Linked DNA regions of Mus musculus: region 1 is linked to region 2. A link is a contact called in public Hi-C data. All regions are on one chromosome and are shown on one strand. The core of a region is the stretch at or near the end of the contact, and the rest is flanking DNA. Distances in the headings are between cores, read along the strand shown. Region 1 overlaps Astn2 (astrotactin 2). Region 2 overlaps Astn2 (astrotactin 2).

The links. Hi-C and Micro-C count contacts between places; a contact is called where the count stands out from the background.
Region 1: a contact with region 2 is called in a Hi-C map of the N1E-115 cell line, with 2.8 times the contacts expected there. The contact joins two enhancer-like sites. A contact is called at or near these places in 2 of 484 Hi-C or Micro-C datasets (the N1E-115 cell line and nephron progenitors).

What each region holds. Positions count from the first base shown.
Region 1 is chr4:66,301,109-66,304,860 of GRCm38.p6, reverse strand. The region is part of intron 1 of Astn2 (astrotactin 2); the gene reads left to right. Among named protein-coding and RNA genes, the nearest start is that of Astn2, 100 kb to the left of the region's middle. Within about 2 kb of position 1,795, at least 7 of the 459 cell types and tissues checked have an H3K27ac peak or open chromatin away from gene starts, as enhancers often do. A contact at or near this core is called in the N1E-115 cell line, where this site is marked.
Region 2 is chr4:66,169,629-66,173,187 of GRCm38.p6, reverse strand. The region is part of intron 3 of Astn2 (astrotactin 2); the gene reads left to right. Among named protein-coding and RNA genes, the nearest start is that of Astn2, 230 kb to the left of the region's middle. Within about 2 kb of position 1,522, at least 15 of the 459 cell types and tissues checked have an H3K27ac peak or open chromatin away from gene starts, as enhancers often do. A contact at or near this core is called in the N1E-115 cell line, where this site is marked.

The sequences.
Region 1 (3,752 bases), core at 546-3,045, 130 kb before region 2:
GTTGTTACCTCCTGAAACCTATCTCTTATTAGACCTGTTATATATCTTCATGCTGACTGACAACCTTTCCAGTCTTTGTTCTTCTATTCCAGAACTATCAGCCTAGACATAGCAAATAGTGATTGAGTGCTTATGGTATACCCAAACCCTGTTTTTGGCTCTGAAATTAATGAGACCAAAATCAGAGGAATGACTAAGATGATTTTTGGTATCCCATCCCTGTGTCCCTGAGAGCTTATTGCTCTGTTCACTAGTAAAATTGCTGTTTCTATCTCAAATACAATCTTGTCTCTGAAGATTTTCCAATCACTGTCAGATCTATATCCGTTTGACAGCACCTTTCTCTGGCCCACTCTAATTTACAGAAGATCTTTCTCTCCACACTTAGAGCATTCCATTCTTATATTATTGTATGGGTCTTATTTTCATTGTTTCTACCAAGGAAGTGCCTGAAGAGACATAGGACATGACTGTGTCCAGAATCCCAACCTAATCTCTCACTGCAGAGAGGAGTGGTCCAGGAGCTTTATATGAATGTAATACAAGTTTCAGTTCTTACTATACTCACACCTTTGCCCCTCTTTTCCCATAAGCCACTGGCTTACGTCATTTTCTGCTATATAGTTTTCTGGGGGCAGTTTGACAACTCCATCACACGCATTACTATTATTTGCATACTTTTTAAAATTCCTAGAGCATGAAACCAGCTTCTAGTTCTAAGTATTGTGAAAGATGGGCAGAAAATAAGCATTTATTTAAGTCCTGGCTCTGTGATTCACTTACTCTGTGATTCTGGACAAGTCTCTCTCAACTTCCACATACTCCCTGAATTTCCTACTCTTTCTAAAAGGCATTGGACTAAAATTAGAGATCTCGAATCTATTGCCCACAAGATACATTTGGCAATCAGATATCATTTTGGTTGGCTCCTAATGTACTTAAAAAAAAAAACAAAAAACAGGTAGGTTTCCAAAATGAAGTGGGAGTAGAATGAGATTTCACAGAACATCTGGATTTCCAGCTTCTTAACAAGTGAGAAAGGCAGCCAGACCCAGGCTTCCTTCCCAAATGGCAGAGCGGACTGCAGGGGACTAAGTTCTGGAGCTTCTGAAAAAAGACTTGTGTCCTCCCCTCTTGCATTAACTCCAGAAGTCCACATATCAATTGCCTTGGATCTGAAAGTTATTAGTTTGACACTCCTGAGGTGGAAGACTATCTGAAAAGCACACCTTTACTCCATATATCCACCTCTGTTACATCCATCCTTTTCGAGCCTCTACATCTCCAAACTATCCTAGGATCGTGCTGTAGTCATTTGTTAGGAGGCATGAGCAACTGGCATTATCTTGACAATGGAACATTTTCTCTGTCTGTAATCCCTGCATGTCTGTCCTAATTACTTCCTTATCAGTCGCCATGAGAACACACAGCAAGTAATTAGTGTGGGAATTGATGAGATGCTTCCTTCTAAGGAGCCTAGTGGAGAGGGAAGAGGAAAGAAGAAACGAAATTCAAGAAGAATAGGACCCAAGCCCATATGCTTAGCTCGCTTCTCATATGGTTACGCTTGCTCCGGTCTGCTTTGACTTAGGACCTGCTCATTGCCTGCTCTTTGGAACACTCAGGGGGTTGTTGGCAAAGCTGTGCTAACACAGGAGACAGAAAAGCAGTAAGTACTGTCAGTCTCTGTGCAAAGGGCCAGACAGTAAGAGCTGAGGCCCTGCTCTCTGTCCTAAGCATCCTCTGGAACAAATCTGAGTCTTGAAAGGGCAAGCAGACATAATGCTGGGCCAGCATTCTGGCTTGCCATTGGCCTGTCGCTCAGGGCTCACAGCCAAAAGCATACACTTCAGATGGCGTCTCTTGTCTGCTTGTCTGCTTGCTTTATTAATAAATTAGTTATATGGGTGATTCCACAGTCTCCAACCAATCAGCTGTTCTGGCAGTATCTAACCCCTTCGTCTCAAGTGCAGGGCTCCTGTGGCACACACACAGTGTCCTTGGCCTTTTGTTCGGGACAACTCTTCTCAGTCTCCAGCTCTCTGATCCCAGGATCAGTACTGCTTCCTCTTTGTTTCCTGCTTTGCTACTTTACTGTTTCCAGAGCCTGTTTCTCTCGCTCTTTTTTTTTTTTCAAATAAAATGATGGACAGCTAGCTTCTTCTTAAGTTGTCTGAGTATCTGCAGTGATTCCCTATGGATATCAGCAGAGACTCCAAATGGTAAGCACTTTTTTTTTTGTTTTTGTTTTTTGGCCTCCTCACTCATTATTCCTTGTCCCTGTATCCCAAACCTGCGTTCCAGAGGATTTGTATTTAGGTTTATTGTTTCCAAAGTGTCTCTGAGTTCTCTGCGGTAGAAACTCTGGTTTCTTCCTCTCACTTTAGCACACTAATCATCAATGCCACGACTCTCCTCACAGATGGCACATCTATCGGCAACACTTGTCTGACAGTGTGTGGATTGGGTGTTCTCCTATGGCTCCCATAGCTGCCCATGTTCCTTTCTTCATTGTTTCTCATATGTTATTATGTGCTGTAAGGACACACAGATGCATCTTTCTCCCCACTTTGGAGAGCATATGATCACATCTCTCTAGTATCTTATGAGAATTACTAGAGTCTTAGCATTGCATTTATCAAATCAACACCCAGGAAATATCAATAGACTGACCAAGGGAATTGAAATAAATAGATGTAGATCAGGTCCAGCTTTTGTCCTACATTTTTATTTATATGCCTCCCACAGCGGGAATAGCTAATATGACAGATGGGTTAGGTACTACATGAACTTTTCATGGGAATGTTTGTGACTTATAACATGGAAGCATTCTTTGAAATCCTTAAATCCTCTTTCAATTATCTGTCAACTTCTATTAAAAAAACCAAGTGATGTAATTCAAGGCAAGGTCAAGAGACAGAATTGCACTCTGCATAGGAAAGGCTTGGGTGCCATCCTCACCAGAAACAATGAGAGTCCCTTCCATTGACAAAATCACAAATTATTTTGGAAGCTAAGACCTGTGTTCCGTGTGCACACTTTCTCTGGGAATGGACAGAGCCAAGAAATAAATTCCAGGCATCAAGAAAAGCAGGAAAAATCCCATGTTTGAGGTAGTGGTGACTGAGAGGGAAATTTTGCTCTGCCTGGTATGCCAGTCTGGATTTGAGAACTAGGCTTCAGGTGGTCAAAGGTGGGGCAGACAGACTGTCCAGATCAGCTTGGTGGAGCTGGTTTTTGAAAATATAGTGTTCATTTCAAGGGAGGGCTATCTCTGTCTCTCAGTCCCCTGTCCCCTCTCTGTGTTTGTGTGTGTGTGTGTGTGTGTGTGTGTGTGTATGTACACGCACACACACACAAAGATCCTCTGTCCCTGCATCAGACCACATATGGTAGTGGACACACTTCAATCTGCAGAACTGTCAGTCTAATATCAGTGCTGAAACTAAATTAAAAAGCAATCTGCAGGGAGAAAGAATTGAAATTCTTTACTGTCTTCTTATAGCATTTATTAAATTCTGAACCTGACTCTAGAAGAGTAGAAGGAAAAATCATTGTTCTTACTCAAACCCCCAAAGGTCCCCATTACTGGGTAGATGAAGGAGTATAATAACACCACGCAAGTCGGGAAATAGTGTTAAGTATGCCCATAGTCCTCTGCTTTGGTTCCAGCTGCCGTAGTGAGGAAGGGCTTTTCATTGCCCAGTGATTTTGGTTGCTTGGCTGAAGTGGCACTTTGTCTGGTGAGGACT
Region 2 (3,559 bases), core at 273-2,772:
CTGAAAATAACGATGTTATTTCTAAATATTTCCCAATTTCTAAAAGAAAGAGCCATTGCGTGGATATGGCGTGGATGTATACACTACTGCTGTCTTAAGGAGCTCTGATGAATCTGGATCTCCTAGCCCCCGTGAGAAACCCCTGGCTATCTTGAGAAATATTTTGTCATGAAAATTACTAGGTACTGTGACAGGCACACCTTCATACCAGGCTTCATCACCACGTACAAGATAATATGAAGCTGTGTGACTTTGGTCAGATCTGATCAATGACATCGGGATTTCTTCAAACACCCAGCAAGGCTTGCTTTGAGGAATCAGGTACCTGCAGCTGCCTTCACTAAACCAGGCACCTGTAGCTGTAGCACACCCTCGAAGCATCAGCTCCTGTCCTGAACAGTTAAGAATCCATTTGGTCCAAGCAGGGCTGGTGTGCCCTGCGTCTAAAAAAATTTTTTTTTGTTTATAAAAGGCACAGCTTATCAAATAGATAAATCAGGTACTGATACATTATTTTCTTAAACAGTTCTTTATTTTACAAAAGCATTTACCTCATTTACCGTAGGTCTCCTTTCAATATATAACTGTCTACTAGTACATGGAAAAAGACTAGGGCACTTAACTGACTTTTATCTTTCCTGGAAGTTTAGAGACTGTAGCTTTAAAGACAGCAAAGACATAATGCATGGCTTTCTGAGACCAGCCAGTAGTAGGATTTTTAAAAAGTGCTTGGGACAGGGAAGGTACAGGCATGAATGCCGTTCTCAGTAGTCCTCAGAGAGTGCCTTGTTCTAGGCCAAGTTGACTGACTCTCTTTTAGTCTTCATTTATGTCTTTCTTTTTTTCTTTTTTCTTTCCCTTTTTTGTCGATGATACTGGTTTAACAAGAATACAGACTGTCCACGCTTTGATCTTGGGATGCCTTGCATTTGAAGAATCTGGTTCAGTTCTATCCCTTTTTTAAGTCGGACTTTTTCTATCTCTATGATGAGCAACTTGGACCTCTCCAGGTCTAAACCTGCAGTTTCCAGTTTCCTTCTCTTTTGCTAGTATACATGTGGCAGGGACCAGAAGTTCAACACCATGTGACTGGTGGGCATGGCTAATGGGGTACATATGGAAAGAGATGTTCTTAGGAACCTCCCACGCCTCCCCCCCATACACACACTGAAAGAAGAGATTTAGTTTTATGTAAACTCTATCTACTGAGGTCCCTCCAGAGAAATGATGCAATGGGGAGGAAAGGCATTCTAACTAGCAATCAGAGCCTTCTAATCAGTGCCATAATCCAGTCCCCAGTCCATGTCAACAGCTTCCTGGCTCCATGGCTGTTCTGCAAGTGTCCCACAAGGAGGTCAGCAGAGAGAGATATCACTTCCTCCTCATTTCCCTGGTGAATGAAGCCTTCAGAGACCAGATGCAGCCACTTCATTATAATTACGTTAAGTGCCGCCTGATTGGCGCTGTTCATCACCCTGGGGAAGAAGCCTGGCCCAGTGGACAGACAGGCTGCCTGCTTTGGCTCAGTGCGGCTCCAGCTGTGTCCTTGGCAGTGAAGGACGTGGTTTTCCTTGAAGACCACAGCTCCTCATCAGGGAAAATAGAACAATGCCTGGGGTGGGAGTAGAGTACTGTAGTGATCCGTGTTCTCAGGTTCTTCTAGAGAGAAGAGGCTGCCATGCACTTTACCTGCTCTTAGACAAGGTAAGATGCTCAACCTAAAAGGGAAAGCATACCTGTATTAGCTTGGCTTCTACCTGACATCTCCAGTCTTCCTGTACATCATGGAGGAGAAACAATTGCTGCATTGTGCTCTCCCATGGCCAGAAAAGGAAGTCTCCATTTGTAGGAGAGTCAGAGGCTTACAGAGAGCCCTCTTCCAACAACTGTACTTCTACCACCCCAATTCTTCTTGCATAGTATGTGGTACAAGGTTGTGGGGTTTTTACAAGTGAAAGAGTAAGACTGATAAATCTGGAAAGACGTCATGAGATGGGCTTCAACAAGGGAATGTGAAGCTGCAGAAAATTCAAGCATGAAGGTGAAGGGGTGGAGCCAAGATACCACTGCAAAATGGTGAGCAGGAGCAGGACTCTGATGCAAGTCTGCCCACACCCGCCAACTCTTGAAATCTACTGATATTTCGTACCTATGAGGGAAAATTAGAAAATGTCTGTGTCTCTCACTGTCCTCATTTCTAAATAGGGAAATGGAAAAAAATCACATGCATTTCCAGGCTGTTGTAAGGCGAAATGAGTTAATGTGTGTCACTAGGCTTTGAGGAGTGCTTATTGCAAAAGAAAGTTTCAATTACTGTTCCTTTTTTTAGTGTGTGAGTCCTCTGCAAATAGATCAGGCACTCTGTTTCTTCATTTAGCTCTCACAAATAGTCAGCAACTCATTCATTCATTCACATACTTCACAAATAGTCATTAGGGCTCAGAGAAAAGGTGATGATGGCTGGCATAGCTCTGTCCTTGGAGACGTTATCCTCTTATGGGTGACATCAGACTGGAACCTTGAGATCTGTACCAGTATGTATGTCAGGCACTTACTGATTTCATTAATCCAGGAAAACCCCTTGATGTGTGATTTTGGTGATGACAGGAAGTGCTTGACCTGGGTTTTGACTGTTGAAGAAGGTCTTTCTGAAAGAGAAAGATTTAAGATGCAGCTAGAGGATATACGGTACCAAAATAAATCAGGGGAATTGGCTCCAACTGAGGATCAGTTTATTTCATGGTCAGATAGGAGAGTGTGCCTAGAATTCCTAAAATGAGTTTGGGTCAGAGTGTTCTGTAGAATATGAGGGGAACTGAGGCATGGCAGGCTGAGCCTGCTTTGTAGACGTGACATAGCTGGTATAGACCTGCCTGAGATGAAAGCTATTCTTGCAATCCTCTAGGAAGGGTGTCATGGTAGGCAAGCCCTCTGCATTTACCGGAAGGAGAGGACAGCAATAGCAAGAGGGTGTTGGTGAAATTAGTGACTTAGAGAAGAAGGCAGGCTGGCAGAGCCCAGCTAAATTTGGACCTATCTCTTCTAATTCCCTGGGGGTTACAGGGCGAAGCTGGAGTAATTTCAAAATAACCCAGTTCATGCTCCAGGGTTTAATATCTCTCGTGTCTCCTGGGTCATCGTGGCACAAGGAAGCCCTGCTCTGATCAGTGGTATATAAAGTGTTTTCAGTTTTTCATTATTCTGTGAGTATCACTGTGTGTGTGTGTGTGTGTGTGGTTCCTTCTATCCCTTCCCCTAAATCATGCTGAGTTCCTACTGAGAGAAATACACAGGACTTGGGTGAAATCTTATTTATTCTTTGGAAAGCATGCAGTACAAAATCATTTCTCTCTCTCTCTCTGCATAAATATGCATGAAGCTGGCCTAGTCTTCTCTCCCCGGGAAGCATGGGAAAGAGGGGATAGAACCCCATGTGGCTAGTGTCACAGCCCTGCCCAGGGCTCCTGGCACCCCATTAATCAGGGGGGAAACAGCAGCCTCATGAACTGTGAAATTAGCAGGCCCCCAACAGCCCTGGAGCCCAGTGGAGCAGGGACTC